Regions from separate parts of the Mus musculus genome. Here regions 1, 2 and 3 are each linked to region 4. A link is a contact called in public HiChIP or PLAC-seq and promoter capture Hi-C data. All regions are on one chromosome and are shown on one strand. Each heading gives the region's core, a stretch centred on a gene start, on an enhancer-like site or on the middle of the called end of the contact. The rest is flanking DNA. Distances are from core to core; before and after follow the strand shown. Region 1 holds the start of 4933427E11Rik (RIKEN cDNA 4933427E11 gene). Region 2 overlaps Gm32168 (predicted gene, 32168). Region 3 has its middle 14 kb from the start of Arc. Region 4 holds the start of Mroh5 (maestro heat-like repeat family member 5).

Region 1 (3,355 bases), core at 520-3,019, 870 kb before region 4:
AGAACCACCGGCAGAGATGGAGCCAGCTGTCCCAGGGGAGTCCAGAAAACTTGACGGAAATACTTCTAAGGGTCCTGGATTTCAGTCACATCATGTGCCTAGTATCCTCTGTGACTCAGTTTCCTCCCATGTCCCATACATTTTAGCACTGGCCTGCACTTAAGTCACTACCCACAGTCATGTGCTACAAGACAGTGGCTGTCCCAGGGCAGGGTTTTGGCTCACAGTGCAGCAGCAGTAGCTGACAATAATGTATGGTCAGAACAATAGGAACAAGGAACAGGCAACAGATAGCCTGTCCAGAGTTCAGGGGGGTGGAGGGAAGGAGGGAATCCAAAAAAATAGATTCTGGGGGCAAGGCCAATCAGATGTGGTGGAATGGGTGTGGGGCATGAGGAAGAGTTCAGGGTGAGTGGGATGGTGGAACTGCCAGGAAAAACCATGGGTAGCACCAGGCCAATCACAAGGCTCCCATCTTCATTTCAGAAACACTGTGTTCAAGGTGCATGTTATGTCCAGGTCCTGGGAAGAGACAGAAGTTTCGACATCAGAGAGGAGATTCTGGAAGGAGACATGGATTTGGGAGCCACCCAGCCTTCCTTGGTATTATTAAAAATCTTGTACTGGAGATCCCTGGGGAATTTGAATGGAGAGAGCAAGAGATTTAACAAGAGAGGGTGGGGAAGAACAGGCAGACGGGTCCTGGGTACTCAGGCAAGGGTGTGAATTAAGGAGGAACAAGTTTCCACAATCTGTGTTTCTATGGAGCTGTGACTAATCACCCCCGTGTGGAGGTCCCAAAACAACACAATTATGTTTTCTCCCACTTCTGAGGACCCAGGGTACTGAGATCAGGGTGCCAACAGGTCTGTAGTCCGAAGTTTCCCCGCCTTTTGGAGCTCCTGTAAACCACTTGCACTTCTTGAATGGTAGTCTTCCTCCATCTTCAAAGCACAAGGCTCAGGCTCTGTTGTCAGTTCATAGCCTTCCTTTGGAGTGTCTTCTCTCACTCGATCCTTTAACAACGAACCGTTGTGCTTACAGACAATCAGAATAAACTTTATACTTCGACGACTTTCTTTTGGTTATGCCTGCCAAGTTCCTTTCAGCTCTTGAACTCGCAGGTTCAGGGATCTAGAGACTGGGCACCCACACAACTGATCGAATTCAGGTATGTTCAACATACAAAATGGTTCATTTCATCTCAATGCCTCTCAAAGCCTCTACGCTATATACTACGATTCAAATCTCATCATCAGCATCGTCTAAATTGGACACGTTTTGAATCCTAGCTAAAAGAAGGGTCCACAAGGATGGAAAGGGGGTCCTGGCAACCGGCGGGCCTTGGGTACCTCCCACCGCAAGGTGGCGTTGGACCCAGCCTTCCGTCCGTGCTCTCCGGGCCATGGCTCCCAGGATCGGACGCTCCGCTCGAAGATTCCGTTCCTCAGGAAACGCGAAGCGCCCTGTGGCTTTTGTTGTTCTACCGGAGGCTGAGCCGCTGGGCCCGGACCGCTTCCTTGCTTGGTCGCCCCTTAGCGACCTAGACACCACCGAGACAGAAGTCTCCCGGTGGTCTAGAGCGTCCCCCGGAAGTGGGTCGGGGAAGGCCGAGAAGAGCGGGCCGGTGGAGAGCTGCGTGGCTGGCGTTTCCGGCCGGTAGCGGCGGCACGGGGTCCGCAGGTGAGTGGGGCTGGGCCGTGCGGGGCTGGGCCGCCGCCTCCGCCGACTGACTTGGAGGCTCATCCCAGAGCCGGACGATCATCGTTGTTTCTGCGCTCGGGAATCGAGTCGCATTCGGGACTCGAGCATCCCTTCTCAGGTCCCCTCGGCTCCCAGGCGCTTCACCAGTCCGCAGACCGGGCAAGCTCGGTTATTCCTGGCTCTCCCCGGACCCCTTCATTCGTTTCTTGCCTGTGTTTTGAGTTTTTTGTTTTTTGTTTTTTTTCCCCCGTGTGTCGTCTGGGCTGCAGCTAGGTTGCAGGCTGTTTCTTCCATCCATTCCCCAGACGTCTCAGGACCTGCGGGAAGAAATTTGCCTCTCCTCTTAGGAGCTTCTCCCACTTTATACTCCCGCTCCAGAAAAGGTCCTTTAAGCTTCTGTTCAAGTGGTCCTTGGTTATCAGTGTTCCCTTGGAACAGTTCTTCCCAAGGTAGAAGCCTCCTGGATCTCTGCAGTCACGTTTAAGAGGTTCTAAGAGTGGTACCAAATTCAAATTTCCTCTTTCCCCTTTCCCCCTACATTAGCACTTACTGGGTAGCCCAGGCTGGCACTGTACTCAAAGCCATTCTGCCTCAGTCTCTCAAGTGCTGAGATGGTAGGCTTGGACCACTACATGGAGCTTGGCAAAAATTTCATTTCTGAAGTGGGTGTCTTCAGTCACTAAACCACTCTCAACACATCTGCAGGGCAGGCACTAAGCCATCATAAGTTGAGCCTCCCGGTAGCCTAAGTTGCTGAGGAATTCCTCGGCTGCCTGGGTTAAACATTACCCCTGAGAGTAGACTCTGGCCTTGATTTCCCTCTGCTCCACAGTGAAGTGCCCACAACAAATACTGTGTGCCAGTGGTATGCACACTATCCTCGATCTAACTAGCAGAGGAGAGCCTTGGGGACCAGCACTGAGTTCTGCAGACCAGGAGACTGACTTAAGGGAATAGAGTTACACAGCTGGCCGGTGGCAAGCTGTATTCCCTGCCTATCTTTGGAACTTCATTTGAATAAATGACTCGTGTGTCTTATGTTGTGGTCTGGGGTGCACTTTTATACTGCTTGTGGAAGTAACTCTGTGGCCTTCTGACTTATCGAATGCTCGATTGGGAGGAGCATTCCAGATAAGATTTACAGGGAGAGAGAAGGCGTTAGTTATGCATTGTGACTCTTAGCCTTTTCTGAACATTTCTAAAGGTTGCTGGTGCTGCTTACTGTGTCGTCTGAAAGGAAGGGCTGGTTAACACACACACACATACACACACACAGGCCAAATGGCACTGATGTTTAAAATCTAAGCATATCTTGAGTGCTTGCTCTTAGTAACATTTTTCTTTCTCCTCTGCTTTTCTAGTTCCTGGAGTGTATGGGTTAAGCAACGTTGTGAATCCTCACAAGGAGTATCTCCAGCTTAGGGCCATCAAATCTTCATTAGCCTGAAACCTGGACACAGTTGAAGGGGAAAGCTGCCACATTGTGACATCTGTGTGGAGGCCGTAGGCTCCAGGTGCACCCCAGCAGTCCAGGGTAGCTCTCCTGTCTCCTCCCCTGAAGAGAACAGCACTACCAGGATCTGAGGCCTAAGTATGCTAGAGTCCTGATACTGAAGGCAAACTAAGGCAAGAGACTGCTGTAGACAGGGTA
Region 2 (3,155 bases), core at 165-2,664, 620 kb before region 4:
ACCTGGCTCTCTGTGCTCATGATCACGGTAGTGGTCCCACTGCAGCCTCAGTCATGGTAGCCATGGTCTGGAAGTGGGTTTTCTAGAAACCCCTTCCCCCTGTGGCTGTCCAGTTGCACTATTGCTCTTGCTGGTACTGCAGTACTTGGTACTCTTAGTACTTGCTGGTACTCTTCCCACCACCTATGAAGACCTCCTGTATTCTTTCCAGAGGCAGAAGGGCATACCTTGTTCGTGTTGCCTGGTCTCTATGGATAACCTGCTTATCCAGGGATTAGCGTCTGGGACCTGATTGTCAGGGAATCCCATCCTGACAGGGTTACAGCAGTCCTTGTCCCTGCACCCTAGGGACATCTGCTTATGGAGAGTGGAGTGGCTGTGGTACCCACTGTCTGAGAACAGGTTCTCATGATGCTCAGAAAAAGACAGCAGGGCAGCTTCTGTAGCCCTTTGTCTTGTTGGGTTGTGGCCAGCAGGGGAGGAGCCCTCTCTAGCTCTGATCTGCACATCTCCAGTTTACAGAGATGTGGACTTCTGGTCACATCTTTAAGCCTATTTTGTGTAACACCCATGAACTTTCTTTGTATATTCTTTTCCATTTAACAAACAAACAAACAAACAAACAAACAATCCCCCAAACCCCTTTTCTCCTGTTTGCCCAGTATCCATGAGCTCTCACACCACAGCCACCATTTCCTGCTGCCCATGGCTTACGCCGCTCATAGTTACTGTCCGGGAACAGTGCTTGCTGTGCCTGCACTGTGCTTGCTGTACCTGCAGGGCATGTTGTGAGTCGTCCCTCTTGGCTCTCCCCTTTCCCACCGGAATATCTTCTTTTTGTGCTAGCACATTCGTTGTTCCATCTTTTACAGTGACAGCGATGATGTGTTTGGAAGATACTCCTTTTTATTATGTGAGGCATGAATCGATTTTTATTTTTCCACATGGCTGGCCAGATGTCCCAGCACCACTTAGGGAAAGCTCGTCTTTGATCCTGGGTGCTTCGTTTATCTCACGCTGCATTTCCATAGTTGCAGGGACCTATTTTTAGACCCCCCCTATTCCCTGGTCTGTTTGTGTTTTCATGCACAGCATTTTAATTATAGGGACTTTCTAGCATTTTTTAATAACAGCTCCATTGTCATGTCATCCACACACCAAAGGCTCGCCCCTTTCAAATGTACAATTCAGTGGGTTTGGCCTATTCACAGAGTGATGTATCCATGCTATGACTGAGATCTAGGACAGTCTCTGTCCGGGGTGGCCACCCCTCCCTGCTCACCTCCGGCAGGATCCTGGCTGTGTCTTGGGTTTGCATGCTGTGGACATTTCATGCAGGCAGAGTTGTACAGCACCAGGCTGTCGGTGCCTGGCTATGGAATGTGTTCGGGATCCACCCACGCTGTGGCATGTGCCAGGACGCTGCTCCAGGATCTGCTCAAGTCTGCCAGTTCTAGGCCTTTCTGTTTGTTTGGTGTCTTCCTGTATGTTCTCATGCGTTTGTTTTCCCACATGAACTTCCCTGTCAATTTGTCTAGCTCCATAAAGATGCTGTTGGCTCACTCCTTTCGCATGGTGGGAGAATCGGTGTCTTTGAGAAGCAGAGCTGTCGCATCCAAAGTCTAGAGTGTGTCTCTACAGAGCTGTGTCTGTCTGGGGCTCCCTCATAAGCCCCTTTCCAGTCCCCAGTGTCACACCCTCTCAGGTCCACTGCTCTGTTGCTGCTGGAGTTGGCGTTTCTCCGTTTTCTCCTCAACTTGGGAATTTGTGTGTGAATCATTTTCTTTAAGACTCTTCATTTTTATTTATGTGCATGTCTGTGTATCTGTGTGAGTATAGACAGGTCCTGATGGGAGCCAGAAGAGGGTTTTTAATCTCACGGAGCTGGATTTATGGGTGGTTGTGAGTTGTGAAGCGTGGGAGCTGGGCACTGAACTCCAGTAAAGTGTTCTTAACCACTGAGTCATCTCTCCAGTCCCAGCTATTGGTTTCTACATATGAATATCTCATGCCGGTGTTTGGGTTGTGACTGTAGGGTTTCACCCAAACTGTGGAGCTGCTTGCAGAGACGGTTTCATTTTGGCTGTGTGATTCCTTTCTTCCTCATCCCAGTGGCTGACTCTAGCTGGTCCATCCACAGGGAGTTGAACCTTATAGAGAAAATCCATATGTCTGCCCAAGCTTTGGGGGCAGTGCCTGGTGTCTCCTTGTTAAGTGAGATGCTTGTTTAAGGGTGGGCAGGTGTTTATCACCAAAGCCATTTACCAGCAACAAGTATTGGGTTTTGTGAGTATATTTGTAGCACACATATATATGAGGACCCACGAGCTCCCTTGTGTAGGTCCACCAATAAAGGATGCCACATATATGTATTTCCAAGTGCTGAGTCAGCTGTTTATTCCTAGGACATCAAATCCAACCAACGGGGCTTTGAATCTTGTTTCTTAGCATTTAACTTACTATTCTTCCAATGGATATTGGTTTTCTTTTGATTTTTGGACTGTTTCAGTTTTGCACATCATTGTTACATGTGTGTCATAAAAACCGTTAGACCCAGGGTCAGTGAGGTGGCTCAGTAGGCAAAGGGGCTTGCTGCCAACCCTGATGACCTGAGCAATTTTGATCCGTGGGACAGGACTGACTCTTGCAAGTTATCTTCTGTCCACTGTTGGGTGAGTGTCATAGTCTCCTACCCCTATCCCCCAACATGCAAAACAAAGGAAAATGTTTCAAAGGATCTTTTAAAAATAGTTAAGAAAATCCCAAGTAGTCAGAATTCTTCTTCTGTTGCTCGTAGTGGTCTGGATCCATTTTTCAGAGCAAGAGAGAAGCTGGCTGTGTCCCAGTAGCCTTGTCCCGAGGCTCCTTCTCAGGGCAGTTTTGATTTTCCTATCCTTTCCCTAGCAGAAGCTTGGTTTTTCGGCGGGTCCCAGGGTCATCATCCCTTGCCTGATGGAGTCCCACTCTCTGTGACCTTTGTTGGCTCCAGTTCAGGAGTGGGCGGGACCCGGACTCCACATCCTGTGCTGTGCTCTCTTTCGGCTTCTACAGGGCAGCCATACTGTGTTTCTGTTTTGTTTTCATTTTGAGGCAGGGTTTCATGTAACCCAGGCTGGCCTTGAACTTGCTGCGTAGCTAAAAGTGTTCTTGAAAGC
Region 3 (3,114 bases), core at 144-2,643, 820 kb before region 4:
CAGCACTTCGTGGACTGCCTTGGGGAGATGTTAGAGAGCACTGGCTATGGCTGTTCTGGAGCATACTGGACAGCAAGGGACACCACTTGTGTCCTATTTAGAGTGAGCCCCAGGACACAGCTGGGATCCCAGAGACTGGTCACATGCCCTGAACCTGGGGGTTTGGGTCTGCAAGAGCGGCACATGAGCCTGCAATAGGAAGGAGACAGGACAGAGCTGCTTATCAGACTGCAGCCTCAGTGATGGAAGCTGATCTCTTGGCTGCTCCCAGCTGCTCAGTTTTGAAGCTGTTGCTCTTTATTTACCTTCTCTGTGTCTCCACCTCTGCCCCTCCCCCACCCTCTAAGGCATTGCTATGGGAACCAAGCGAGAGTAACCACAGTATTCCTGTTGGATAGGCTTCAGACCCTGGCAGGTGTGTGTGTGTGTGTGTGTGTGTGTGTGTGTGTGTGTGTGCACATGTGTGCATTTATACATAGATTGGGAGATTTGGGTTGAAGAAAGGTCCCTGGGAGATCTGTGATTGGAATCATTGGAAGGAGGAATTAGAAATCTCTTGTAAAACATGCATCATTCCCCAGCCAGGATACAAGACCTCACTGTCACCCTCCCTCTCAGACACTCCTCACCATCCTGGGTCCTGGTCACAGACACTTCAGCTCCGGCACTATCTGCCCTACGACTAACCTTGAACTCAGGAATGGACCAGCAAAGCAGAGGGAGGTGCATGTGACCTGACTTGGGACCGCAAGGACGGTTCCTGTGGATCCTCCTGCTCTATGTTGTTCCCCATCTCACAATGCTTGCTCTCGCCCCCTCCCCTCTCTCCTACAGTCTGTGGCCACCTACAGGTGAGTGTAGGGGACCTGGACAGCCAGCACTTTGTGTATGCCTGGAGCAATTCTCCCGCTAACAGCGGCCTACGCCTGTCACTGCTTCCACCCACAGGGAGCTGGGAAGCTCCAAGCCTGGAGTCCCAAAGAGCTGTGTAGGCTGAAGGAGAGCCTCAGGGCTGGGCTTTAAGGCTGCAATCTTCCTTCCCCTGCCTCCCCCAGCTTGGCCAGCTCCAGGGACCACAGACTGTTCCGAGGAAGCTTTCTTCTACCTAAGAATCTTGAGCTCATCAAACTGAGTTCCCAGGGCCAAGCCCAACCTCCTCAGACAGAGCCCCAGGGCAGGTAGGCCAGCAGATAAGCCCAGACAGTCCCTCTTTTCTCTGCTCTCACTGGCCACGGGACTCATCTGGTTAATCTCTGAAATACTTCATACATGGGGAGATATTTTGGACATACTGGGCTATAAAATTACTTTCACTATTCTCATTTCTACCCTGGCTAACAGAAAAATGCTATGTCATGGTGGTAACGCACTGTGCAGCTCTGTCCGTGGTGCTGAGCGGGGTTTTGCTGGCATCCTTATCCAGAAACTGAGCTGGGGCCATAAAGGGGAGCTTTCCTGCGCAATACAAGGGCTGGGAATAACATGGGTGAACCTCAGTGGATGAGGTCCAGGCTTCTCTTCTAGACTCCCTGGGGTTCTGGTGTACTGAGTGGCTCTAGGCGGATGGAATGTTCCACAGGCTCTTATCATGAGCCTCTTCTGCCAGAAATATGGATGGACACATATTGGTCAACAAAGTAGAATTTATTGAATAAGAGTAAATTTTCAGGCTATGTTTGTTTTGTTGACTGTAATTTGCCAAGTAGTCCTGGTTTCCTTTGATGGTTGGTGAAAGCAAACAGGTTCTTTTATTCTCATTAACTCCCAGGTCATACATCAGACTGTGAAACACACACATGTACACATGCATGTACACATGCTACACAGTGACAAGGTTTTATAAAGCCTAAAGCAGTGTTTAAGGAGTTTAAAGATGCCTTGTTGGAGGCAGAGGAAGAGAGCTGATGGAGATGAAGTTGCTAATCCCAAAGATGGGAAGAGAAAGACTACCGACTCAAATTATCATGGGCAAATTAAAGCAAGCAAGTAAGCAAGCAATTAATTCAAGCAAAACTTTTAAATTCATGTCCACTGGTTGCCTCTCCCCAAAGCAGGGTTCAAGAGGTCAGCCTTGGATGTGATTCAGAAGAAAGGGTTTTTATAGCTCAGGGGTAGGAGGTTTCCAAATAGGGGATTTGTTGAGCAAAACAGGTACAGGGTTACAGGAGCAGAACAAGTTAGCCATAACGACCTCCTGAAACAAAACAACATGATTGCAAGGTTGTTGTAACAGGTAGTTATAACAAGGCAGCATTAACAACCCTTTTGAAACAAAGATATGGTTGAAAGATGGATGTTAAGTTCTGAAACAAAGACATGACTGCCATTCCTGCAGCCAGCAGTACAGAGCCATTGGTAGTAAGGTTACAGGTGTAGCAAAGCCTAACCCTGGAGAAACAGAGGTTTGCCATAAGCAGGAATGAACCTACAAAGATGGCTTTTAAGCCTATGAAGGTTCTACACAGTCTCGAGTGGGTTAAGAAAGATGTTAGGAACCCAGATGGTGAACTACAGAGAACTCAGAGCCAAGTGGCAGAGGCAGGCCCTGCAGAACTTCAGAGGTTCAGGGCTATAGAAATGAGGAGCAAGGCATAAGGCGAGGCCTGGATGGATGGACAGCATGTGGAGAGGGTATTGTCAAGCACTGTCCTGGGAATAGTCCAGAATTCTCTGCCTCGTTGGTCTCTCGAGGCCCACACTCGATGGTCAGGTGACCATAGCCACCACAGTATTAGTTATTCTCCTGGGATTTGAAGACCTCAGTGTTCATGTGCCTGACTTAAAATGTCAAGAGGATTCAGTGATGGTCATGATTGTCTGGTATCCCAAGCAACCTCACCAAAGGAGGGACATTCCTTCCATCGTAATCAGTCCAGCCGACTTCCAGTTCCAGTCTGCCCCTCTTTATTCTCTTTGGAGACTAGGGAGAGTAAGGGATCAGTCTTTGGAGATTAAAAGCTCTCACCTCATACAGCTAAATTAAGAATTAAGGCTCGAGGCATGCACTGTCCTTAGTGTAGCTGTCACCTATTTACGGGATTTTCCAGAGACTCGTTATGTCTGATGGTCCCTGGGAATAAGGATATTTGTCTAGTTTCCTCTTTTCCTCCTCCC
Region 4 (3,075 bases), core at 380-2,879:
GCTGCTCCTGCTGCTGCTCCTGCTGCTGCTCCTGCTGCTGCTCCTGCTGCTCCTGCTGCTCCTGCTCCTCCTGCTCCTCCTGCTCCTCCTGCTCCTGCTCCTCCTCCTGCTCCTCCTCCTGCTCCTCCTCCTGCTCCTCCTCCTGCTCCTCCTGCTCCTGCTCCTGCTGCTGCTCCTGCTGCTGCTCCTGCTCCTGCTCCTGCTCCTGCTCCTGCTCTGCTCCTGCTGCTCCTCCTGCTCCTGCTCCTCCTGCTCCTCCTGCTCCTGCTCCTGCTCCTCCTCTTCCTCCTGCTCCTGCTCCTGCTCCTCCTGCTCCTCCTCCTGCTCCTCCTCCTGCTCCTGCTCCTCCTCCTGCTCCTCCTCCTGCTCCTGCTCCTCCTGCTCCTCCTGCTGCTCCTGCTCCTCCTGCTCCTCCTTCTTCTCTTCCTGCTCCTCCTGCTCCTCCTCCTCCTCTCCCTCCTCCTCCTGCTCCTTCTCCTCTTCCCCCTCTTTCTTCCCTCTCCTGTCCCTGCTTCTCCACCACATCCCCTAAAGTGAACATTCCATCTAAGTTGTTCTGCCAAGACTTGGAATTTTTTTTTCCTCCCAGCACTGGGAAATTATAAATAACTCCTGTATTAGAAGAAACAAACAAAAACAGAAGCAAAATCTCAAGTCCAGATGCTCTTGTGTGGAAACGGGCCTCCAGCCCACAGGCTCCTCTACACCAGGAACCCAAAGGTCCCCCACCCCCCAAATCAGGATGGAGCCTGGCCCTTTCACTAAAGGCCACTCAGCCTTACTGCTTGATATCACACGATGTAGAGATGTCACCAGGGCTAGGCAGTCCTTCCTTGCTGCCCACACAGACTTCTGCCTAAAATTTTCGACCTAGATAGGGACAAGCTGGAAGCCCAGGTCACATGTGCCATATTCCAGGAAATCCTCTCGGATTTTCAAGGGAGTAGACAGGATCCTTCTGGGAGGGGACAGAGAAGAAGGCAGGCTGGAGACTGTCAGAACTCCTTCCTGACACTGCCTCTCTCATATTTTCCATGCTTACACTCTACCCTTGTGCATCCCTAGCGACTGTCATAGAAACCTGAGACGCGGTGGCCCTTGGAGTGAGACACAAGGACAGCCAGCATCCAGCTACTCCTTGGAGGCCAAGCAGTCCACACCAGATGAGATCGTGTAACTTCCCATCCTAGAGCTGAGCAAGAATGACAACTGGGGGATGAAGTCCTGACCTCCCACCTTCCCCAGGATCATCTCATCCTCACAGCCTGCCGGAGTCACCTTTTCCACCTGACTCTCAGACTCACTAGGCGGTTGAGAAGGTGCAGGCATCGTGTCCCGCGTCCCCTCCCCGGCTTCCCTGGTTCACGGTACAGGGCGAGGCCAGACGCGGGAACGGGAGAAGCAGAGGCTTTATTCACTGTCACGGGGAAGGGCGCGCCAAGCAGGACGGCCAGCTTCGGGAGGGAAGGCGGCGGCGGCGGGCGCCAGCAGCACCAAGCCGGGTGGCCTGCCAGCGCCGGCGTAGCTCAGCGCCAGGCGCTCCAGGCGCCGCTTGCGCTCGGCCGCCTGCGCCGTGGCGTGCAGGGGTCGCAGCAGCGCTGGGGGAGGCGCGCCGGGGCCGCGCAGCAGGAAGTCGAAGCCCGCGCGGTCCCGCGGGTCGTAGAAGAGCGGCCCGGTGGCCGGGTCCGGGCCTGGCGGCCAGGCGAACGGGAAAGGCAGCGTGAAGTCCTCGGTGAGCACGCGGATAGCGAAGTCGTCCTCTTTGCCCAAAGCGCGGTAGGCGCGCCCGATGCCGCGGAAATGCGCCTCCCAAAGCTGCGCGTCGCCGCCGTAGATGTCGGGGAAGCGCGGTGCGGGGGGTGCAGCCGGTCCTGCGGCGGGCGCGACAGTCAGCGGGGGCTGGGGGGGGGACACGCTTGTCCCCGGCGCGGGGAGGCTGGGGTCATGGAAGGAGAGGCCACTGGGCCAGAAGAAACAGGTGGGGACCACTGGGGAGTGAGAAATGAGCCCCTTCTCAACACCTAAGGGGGACCTGCCTCCATCCCTGACCTCTCTCCTACCTCCTGTCACCTCTCCCTGCAAAGGGGAAGTTGTCCACTGTCCTGAGGAACAGCATCAGCAGGCTGTGAAGGCCTGCAAGGTCCCGAGAGTATGAAAAAGTCAGGCTGCTGGGCAGAAAGTTCAAGATGGGGAGGAAGCGAGTTAGCCAGGAGGCTCAGATAGTAGGATTCACCCAGCAGGTGGCGGCAAGCAGCCGTTAGGGCAGGAGGATCAACAAAATCCAAGCTGACTACTGTGAATATGCAGACTGTGGGCCTGGCCTGGGGTCTTCAGCTTGGTTCCCATGAGGAGGAAGCAAGGGTAAGGAGAGTGGAGCTCTCACGGGGAGATACGGGGTGCAGGGACTTGGCATGGCAGCAGATGCTGGTCCCCTGGATGGGGACCAGTCCCAGTTTCAGGCTAGAAAATATGTGGGCTCCCACAATGCAATTGGGGTCAACATTCCATATTTGCTACAGGCAAAGGTCTAAGGATAGGAAAACCATGCTGTAGGGCTGCAATAAACCCCCACAGTGCCGCACCCATGCCGAGGGGCCTCTGTTACTATTCTTACTTAGTGCACTTACTGAGCACCTGCTGTGTGCAATCAGGCTCTGGACTAGGTACTGCCTGTAGCCATGAGCCAGACAGCAAAGCCTGTTCTTCCACCTCCGTAGATAAACAAATGCCTTCTTGAGTCAGAACCTTGAGCAGGATGAGGGGTGTTATGCCAGGAGGAGAGATGAACTGGAGGTGACCCACCTAGCCCAGTGGGGAGAGCCAGACCTGCAGATGGTTTGAGATGCACAGGCAGGACCTGCAAGGGTCACACCCTCAATCTACAGCTCAGAGGACCAGTGAACCCTGCCCCAATCCCTGCAGCCTATCCTGTCTCCCTGGCTGCCTTCGAAGTCTCTGTCTTACTCCTCAGTACCAGGATCGGGTGAAGCCACAGAAGGGGCTGTGGGAATTCCTCTGAGGTGCTGGTAGAGACAAGTTTTGGAGGAGAGAGGGCTGCAGTGGGTCGTGGGAGAG

The links. Promoter capture Hi-C pulls out the DNA fragments that hold promoters and counts their contacts. HiChIP or PLAC-seq counts read pairs in DNA pulled down with a chosen protein or histone mark.
Region 1: a promoter capture Hi-C map of embryonic stem cells shows a contact between it and region 4, with 5 times the contacts expected there. The contact joins the promoter of 4933427E11Rik here to the promoter of Mroh5 in region 4. A contact is called at or near these places in 17 of 39 promoter capture datasets (the 3T3-L1 cell line, the C10 cell line, the HPC-7 cell line and 10 more), 9 of 484 Hi-C or Micro-C datasets (the HL-1 cell line, the N1E-115 cell line, cerebral cortex and 2 more), 3 of 115 datasets of contacts at active chromatin or transcription factors (embryonic stem cells, large pre-B cells and stem cell-derived neural progenitor cells) and 1 of 9 other capture datasets (liver).
Region 2: a contact with region 4 is called in a promoter capture Hi-C map of hippocampal neurons, with 11 times the contacts expected there. The contact joins the enhancer-like site here to the promoter of Mroh5 in region 4. A contact is called at or near these places in 14 of 39 promoter capture datasets (3T3-L1-derived adipocytes, the C10 cell line, cranial neural crest and 7 more), 1 of 15 datasets of contacts at CTCF or cohesin (stem cell-derived epiblast-like cells), 3 of 115 datasets of contacts at active chromatin or transcription factors (embryonic basal ganglia, embryonic forebrain and forebrain) and 4 of 9 other capture datasets (adipose tissue, embryonic stem cells, liver and 1 more).
Region 3: a contact with region 4 is called in an H3K27ac HiChIP or PLAC-seq map of embryonic stem cells, with 4 times the contacts expected there. The contact joins the enhancer-like site here to the promoter of Mroh5 in region 4. A contact is called at or near these places in 5 of 39 promoter capture datasets (the 3T3-L1 cell line, cranial neural crest, embryonic stem cells and 2 more), 1 of 484 Hi-C or Micro-C datasets (embryonic stem cells) and 4 of 115 datasets of contacts at active chromatin or transcription factors (embryonic basal ganglia and embryonic stem cells).

Annotation. Positions count from the first base shown.
Region 1 is chr15:74,707,575-74,710,929 of GRCm38.p6, reverse strand. It overlaps 4933427E11Rik (RIKEN cDNA 4933427E11 gene), which reads right to left and starts at 1,769. Exons shown (of 1, transcript NR_033197.1): 1 at 556-1,769. It overlaps Jrk (jerky), which reads left to right and starts at 1,608. Exons shown (of 2, transcript NM_008415.6): 1 at 1,608-1,683; 2 at 3,066-3,355.
Region 2 is chr15:74,457,385-74,460,539 of GRCm38.p6, reverse strand. All of the region lies in intron 2 of Gm32168 (predicted gene, 32168), which reads left to right. Among named protein-coding and RNA genes, the nearest start is that of Gm32168, 29 kb to the left of the region's middle. Within about 2 kb of position 1,414, at least 11 of the 459 cell types and tissues checked have an H3K27ac peak or open chromatin away from gene starts, as enhancers often do. A contact at or near this core is called in hippocampal neurons, where this site is marked.
Region 3 is chr15:74,657,425-74,660,538 of GRCm38.p6, reverse strand. No RefSeq gene overlaps it. Among named protein-coding and RNA genes, the nearest start is that of Arc, 14 kb to the left of the region's middle. Within about 2 kb of position 1,393, at least 58 of the 459 cell types and tissues checked have an H3K27ac peak or open chromatin away from gene starts, as enhancers often do. A contact at or near this core is called in embryonic stem cells, where this site is marked.
Region 4 is chr15:73,838,225-73,841,299 of GRCm38.p6, reverse strand. Mroh5 (maestro heat-like repeat family member 5) reads left to right here and starts at 1,629. Exons shown (of 11, transcript NM_001368162.1): 1 at 1,629-1,732. Gm6569 (predicted gene 6569) reads right to left here. Exons shown (of 4, transcript NM_001374241.1): 4 at 1,392-1,871. The coding sequence ends at 1,411.